Linked DNA regions of Zea mays: region 1 is linked to region 2. Evidence: chromatin contacts called from public Hi-C data. All regions are on one chromosome and are shown on one strand. Each heading gives the region's core, a stretch centred on a gene start, on an enhancer-like site or on the middle of the called end of the contact. The rest is flanking DNA. Distances are from core to core; before and after follow the strand shown.

Region 1 (2,709 bases), core at 57-2,556, 160 kb before region 2:
CTCACCGGACAGTCCGGTGAATTATAGCCACGTCGCCTTTTCCGTTTCTCGAGAGTGACGAGTTCGCCGCGGACTACTCACCAGATAGTCCGGTGCACCATCGGATAGTCCGGTGAATTATAGTCGTACGCCGCCGTCGAGTCCCGAGAGCGGCCATTTCACGCGGACCAGCTTGGCGCACCGGACACTGTCCGGTGCACCACTGGACAGTCCGGTGTGCCAAGCCGAGCTGGAGTTGGCTGCACAGAGCCAATTCTTTTTCCAATTCTTTTCTCCCTGTTTCTAGCACTTAGACAAAATACATTAGTACTCAAAACAATGTACTAAGTCTAGAAATGTACTTTTTTCTTTGATTTGCACTTCTCACTTTACTTGGCACATTAGAACTTAATTTAAACATGTTGGGTACTTAATCACCAAAACATTATAGAAATTGCCCAAGGGCACATTTTCCTTTTAGGTACGGGCGCAAGAGATCCATTAGATCTTGATCTGACGTCTAGAGATAGATTATAAAGCGATACGCGGCTACGGTCCCAGGATTCGAGATCGGCGGCTCAGATATGCATCCCCAGTCGGTACACAAGTGGTCTAATTTCGGCCGTCGCGGGTTGGATCAACGGTCAAGGTCGTCAAGCCCCACGATTTAATCTCTGCCGCTCGACACACATCCAATGGCAGGCGTGCATCGCCTACCTCCCTCCGCTCGCCACGACAGCGCGTAGAGCCCGCACAGCGACTCCCTCGCCGGAGAAACGCGAGCAAGCGCCTTGGTGCCCCAAACTCGAATCTAACTAGTGTTATACGAGAAGAAGGGAAGCGCAAACGACCCAGATGAGTTCTCACCGGCGCTGGTGACGAGGAGAAGCCAGTTCACGCAAAGGGCAGGTCCCGGGACAAGTTTTGCCCCGGTGAGCAATTCGGTGCGTGAGAGACGCCGACTCCGCCTGTAAGTGTCGCGGACGACTTCACTTTGGTTCTGTGCAAGCTTTCGACTCGAACTCAGGCACCGAGCACCGACGAAGATGAGGATCCATGGCAACGCAGATTTCTGACTCCTGCGCACCGATGTAGACGCACTCCCTGCCCCGCGGCTTTGGCGCTGACCTTAGGTGCGTGAAGGAGAAGGGAAGGCATCGCCTCTGCACCACGTTTTATAGCTGCTAGAGGATCGACATGGGTGGGCCAGCTCGGACTCCGCGCGGTGGCGAACTTCATGGGAGCGGTCGTTGAGGGAGGAAGACGCCCGGCTGACCAGCCTGGCCCACAGCCCAGTGTCTCCCATGGTGCCCACGCACACATCGGAGGGTCTGACAGGCGGGCCCCGCTACGTCAGTGACCGGTGACGCCAAAGAAATGGGTCAAGTAGCACAGGTGTGCTGGGTCGCGCGACAAGGGGTTTCGTGGGCCACGGTGGGGATTGGGCTCAAACCGAGGTTTGTTTTCTTTTTCTGTTTTGTATTTCCTTTTCTATTTTGTGTTCCCAATTTCAACTCATACTCAAATTCAAATTTTAGTTTAAATTTAATTAGACTTAACTATTACGGCATTTTTAAGTGCTCAAATAAAAACCCCAACATGAATGCAAGTTATATTTATAAAGATTATTTTATTCTCCTATTTAGAAATATATATTTCAAATGTGGAGTACACACATCATTAAGAAATACTCTTTTGAATGTAAATTTAAAGGTTCTTCCAAAATTCCACATTTACTACTTATTATTATTTATTTAAATTAAAGAGCTATGTTTTATAAAGGAAGAAAACCATTTATAGAAGTCATTTTATTTCAAATTCTTTTAGAGAATTCTTTAATTCATCCAAATGTGATTTTTGAGTGTTACATCGACCTACAGGGGCACACCCATTAGATAATCTTGTGAATCATCCTCATTACCTTTCCAACATGTTGGACAGTTTCTTCATCTTAGGAGGCTGATATGGAGGGTTGATCATCTTCTTTAGTATCATCATCTTCTTCATTCTTCTCTTCTTCACCTGAGGAGCTTGTGCTTTCAACCTTCTTTTTGCCTTTCATCTTTTTATGCTCGTCACAAGTAAAAGCATGTTGTCGGTGTTTTGGGTCCGACCGCACACCCGGGGTTGCCCCTCAAGGTGTTTTTAGGAGTAGGACGGTGTCGCCGACTGTAGCTAAATGGTTCGTGCCAGATGCACGAGGAATAATGGACAGTGTTTACAGGTTCGGGCCGCTTTGAGATGCGTAACACCCTACGTCCTGGCAAGTGTGCTTTATGTAACGGGTTACAAGGTAGCTCTCTGAAGCTAGAGCGTAGAGAGATGGAGTGGATGGCTGAGTAATGGGATCGATCGATCTGAAGGGGTGCCCCCTAGGCCTTATATATTCGACCGTGAGGCAATACATGTGGATATGATAACAATGTGCACCTAAAAGATAGTGAACCGTTTTAGTCTATCTTCTTATGATTCTGCCGACTTATCCTCGCCTGGTTCCGTCGTACGGGGCTCCAGCGCGGGAAAGTCGGATCTTCTGTTGCGGTCGCTTGCTCAACGCTGTGGGGTCGTCCGGGCTTGCACCAACCCGGCCTTATGTCGATCTGGTTCACTGGTCGTTCCTCCCCAGGCCCATGAAGGAGTGACCTTACGATTTATTGGGCCTTTGGGACTTTCGTGAGGTCTTTTATCCTTCTAGTGGACCCGGGGATATCTGTCCCCCACAAGCCCCCG
Region 2 (2,865 bases), core at 68-2,567:
AACTAGAATCCAAGTCGATACCAAGACTAATGTCCGATGAGATTGGAGACCGAAATGGACCCTCACCACGTCCTACAAGATGGGCTAGGTGGGCTCACGGGCTACCCGCGCAATCGCTAACATGTCTCGCCATATACGTCGCTGCTTATTAATGGCAAATCGCAGTTGTCAAGAAATCACCCCTGTCTGTACTCCCTCCGTTTCAAAATAATATTTATTTTAACTCTTTCTTTTTACATCTATATTTAAATAAATGATAATGATAAATCTAGATATATATTTAAAATACATACATCAAATGACCCACTAGAACCCCAAAACGAATATAATATGGGACAAAGGGAGTATTAAAGACTTGAATCCGTATGGATAAAACTATGTATTCTGATAAAACCTTTCTCGATCACCTTCTACAGAATTTCTTCTATCTTTCTCCTTATTATTTTTTTGTCATATCATCTTATAGTGGAACATTAAATAAAGATAAAACTCAAATAAAATCCTGACTAAGAATAACCTAGTAAACCCGGTGAACGCTTGCAGGGATGAAAATGATTTTAGAATTTTTCGGAATTCCGGTAACTATTTTTTATTTTGCCGATCAAATTCATTGGTATTTCAAAAACCGAATCGATATCGGAATTTTTATTGGAATAGATTTTTTCGGAATTCCGGTAACCATTTTCGAACAAAATCGATATCACAATTTTTATTGGAAAATATACCAAAATCGAAATTTTTATTGGAACAGGTATCAAAACCGGTGTGGCATTTTACCGACCATTTTCTTTAGTTACTGATTTTAATTGGAATTTACCAAAAACAATTAGGCCCCGTTTGTTTCCTTTCATTTTGAAGAATTGAAATCTTACTAATGGAATAAGTTATTTTTTAGAACGTGACATTCCAGCACTTTCCAAAGTTATCATATAAGCCTATCTCAAATTCATTGGGTGAGAGATGAAAATTGATTCTATAGATTTATATGCTATTTTTCCGATGTACAACTTATAGCACACTCTTCTACTTGCTTCGTTATAACATAAATGTAGTATATAACTATCTCTTTCATATAATTTAGGATAATATACAAATATATTATATATATATAAATATATGAACTTAATCAGCTTTGTCTAAATTATAATTATTAAAATGGAATTCAATTCCAACGAAACAAACAGGGTTTTATTGGAATTTACCCGAAACAAAAGCAGGCCCATGAAGCCAACAAACCCAAGCGCTAGTGGACCAGCTCAGAGCCTTGGTCTTTGACGTCTTGCTCCGCGACATGGTCTTTTCTTTTATAACGCTTGTCTAGCGGTCTAGCGTCGCTATCTAAAGCTTCCAATTAAGGTGGGACTAAACTGAGATGCACTGCACACCACCATGCACGGTAGGCATGAATGCACGACACTGATCTGCCATACTCGAGTACTTGTCGAGTGACGTGCTCCACTTTCACGTCGGGCGTGAGGGGACCGGCCAGGCGGACACTGACTACTGTCTCGCACACACATATATGTACATAAATGTAGAGATAAAATTGTGTTTTATAGGAAATTTATTAATTTAGAGATTTATTTTACATAACTGTTAGATAAAAGTTTTTTAAAACTTCTTAAATTAATATCTAGGAAGTGTTGGTCCCTGTTCTCAAATGTTTCAGATCAAGAACAAGACAACACAATTGTTAATGGTAAAATACCTTCGTTCTTCGAATCATTATTCCCTTTCGGATATAATAATCTTTAGACGAAGGTAATGAAGGACATACCTTCAACATCTCAGTATATGAATATGAATATAAATATAAATATGAATAAGAGTGTGAGAGAATAATAAAGAATGAAAGACAATGATTAGATCCTCACAATTTATTTTATATTCATATCCGCATATATGAATCAACATTAATGATATTTACAATACAAAGGTACCTTCGGTTCTCCAGAAGATGGGAATGCAAAGATGACGCGAGAGAGATTACAATCCAGCCTGAACAGTACAGTGCTATTGTTCATCTATTTATAGGCACGGGACGCAGCCCGGACAAAATTACATTTATGTCCTTGATATTTACTCTTAATCATATTGCGAGTTATCAATGACTAATAGTCTTTTCCCTGCTAGGTCGGTTTCGTACTTGATTTCGTCATCATACTAGGTCGAAGCTCCTTCAGCCATAGCTTCGGCGTCCACCCATATCACCTTCGGGTTGTATCTTCATATCACGCATGCCTTTACCATGAGAGAAAACCTTCATCCCAAAGCCGAAGCCTCCTGTAACAGTCTATGTCATACTGAAAACATATGATTAGTCATGTTTTTGAGGACATTCGGAAGAGGAAGGCCCCCAACAGTAGCCCCTCGCAGTGTTAATTTGTTTCTTCGTAACAAGTTTAGACTGCGACGTGAACGAAGGCCTTTAGCCGAAGGTACGAAAAAACACCTTCCCTTCGCTAGAATAGCGAAAGTCACTGACATGTAGGACACACCAAATCGTGAGGCGCTGGGCATGTAAATAGGGACTCACATTGATAACATTTGCTGCACCATTTTAGGTGCGTGCACCGTGTTCATCATTCTTAATTTTCTTACTCCTCCGAGTTTTGATTAAATTGTGGGCTTCGGCATTCCAACAAGACTTGATGGCTGGTGAGAAGAAGGTTGACAACCTAGCTCTTTCTGGGTTTTACAAAGCCATGGAAGAGACCAACACAAAAAAGATTGCTCGCGGGACACTTGCTGGAATATCTGAAAGTTCCAATGATAGTGAAGATTTTGACATAGAAAGTGGAAACGAAGGTGCCGAAGATCGACCCTGGCGACCAAGTCATACTATCTTCGGGAAATCAACCATCA

The links. A called contact is a pair of places that touch in the nucleus more often than the background predicts.
Region 1: a contact with region 2 is called in a Hi-C map of ear, with 2.2 times the contacts expected there. The contact joins two enhancer-like sites. A contact is called at or near these places in 2 of 25 Hi-C or Micro-C datasets (ear and leaf).

Annotation. Positions count from the first base shown.
Region 1 is chr3:120,725,263-120,727,971 of Zm-B73-REFERENCE-NAM-5.0, reverse strand. No RefSeq gene overlaps it. Among protein-coding and RNA genes, the nearest start is that of LOC103650478, 95 kb to the right of the region's middle. Within about 2 kb of position 1,306, at least 17 of the 20 cell types and tissues checked have an H3K27ac peak or open chromatin away from gene starts, as enhancers often do. A contact at or near this core is called in ear and leaf, where this site is marked.
Region 2 is chr3:120,561,718-120,564,582 of Zm-B73-REFERENCE-NAM-5.0, reverse strand. No RefSeq gene overlaps it. Among protein-coding and RNA genes, the nearest start is that of LOC103650478, 68 kb to the left of the region's middle. Within about 2 kb of position 1,317, at least 16 of the 20 cell types and tissues checked have an H3K27ac peak or open chromatin away from gene starts, as enhancers often do. A contact at or near this core is called in ear and leaf, where this site is marked.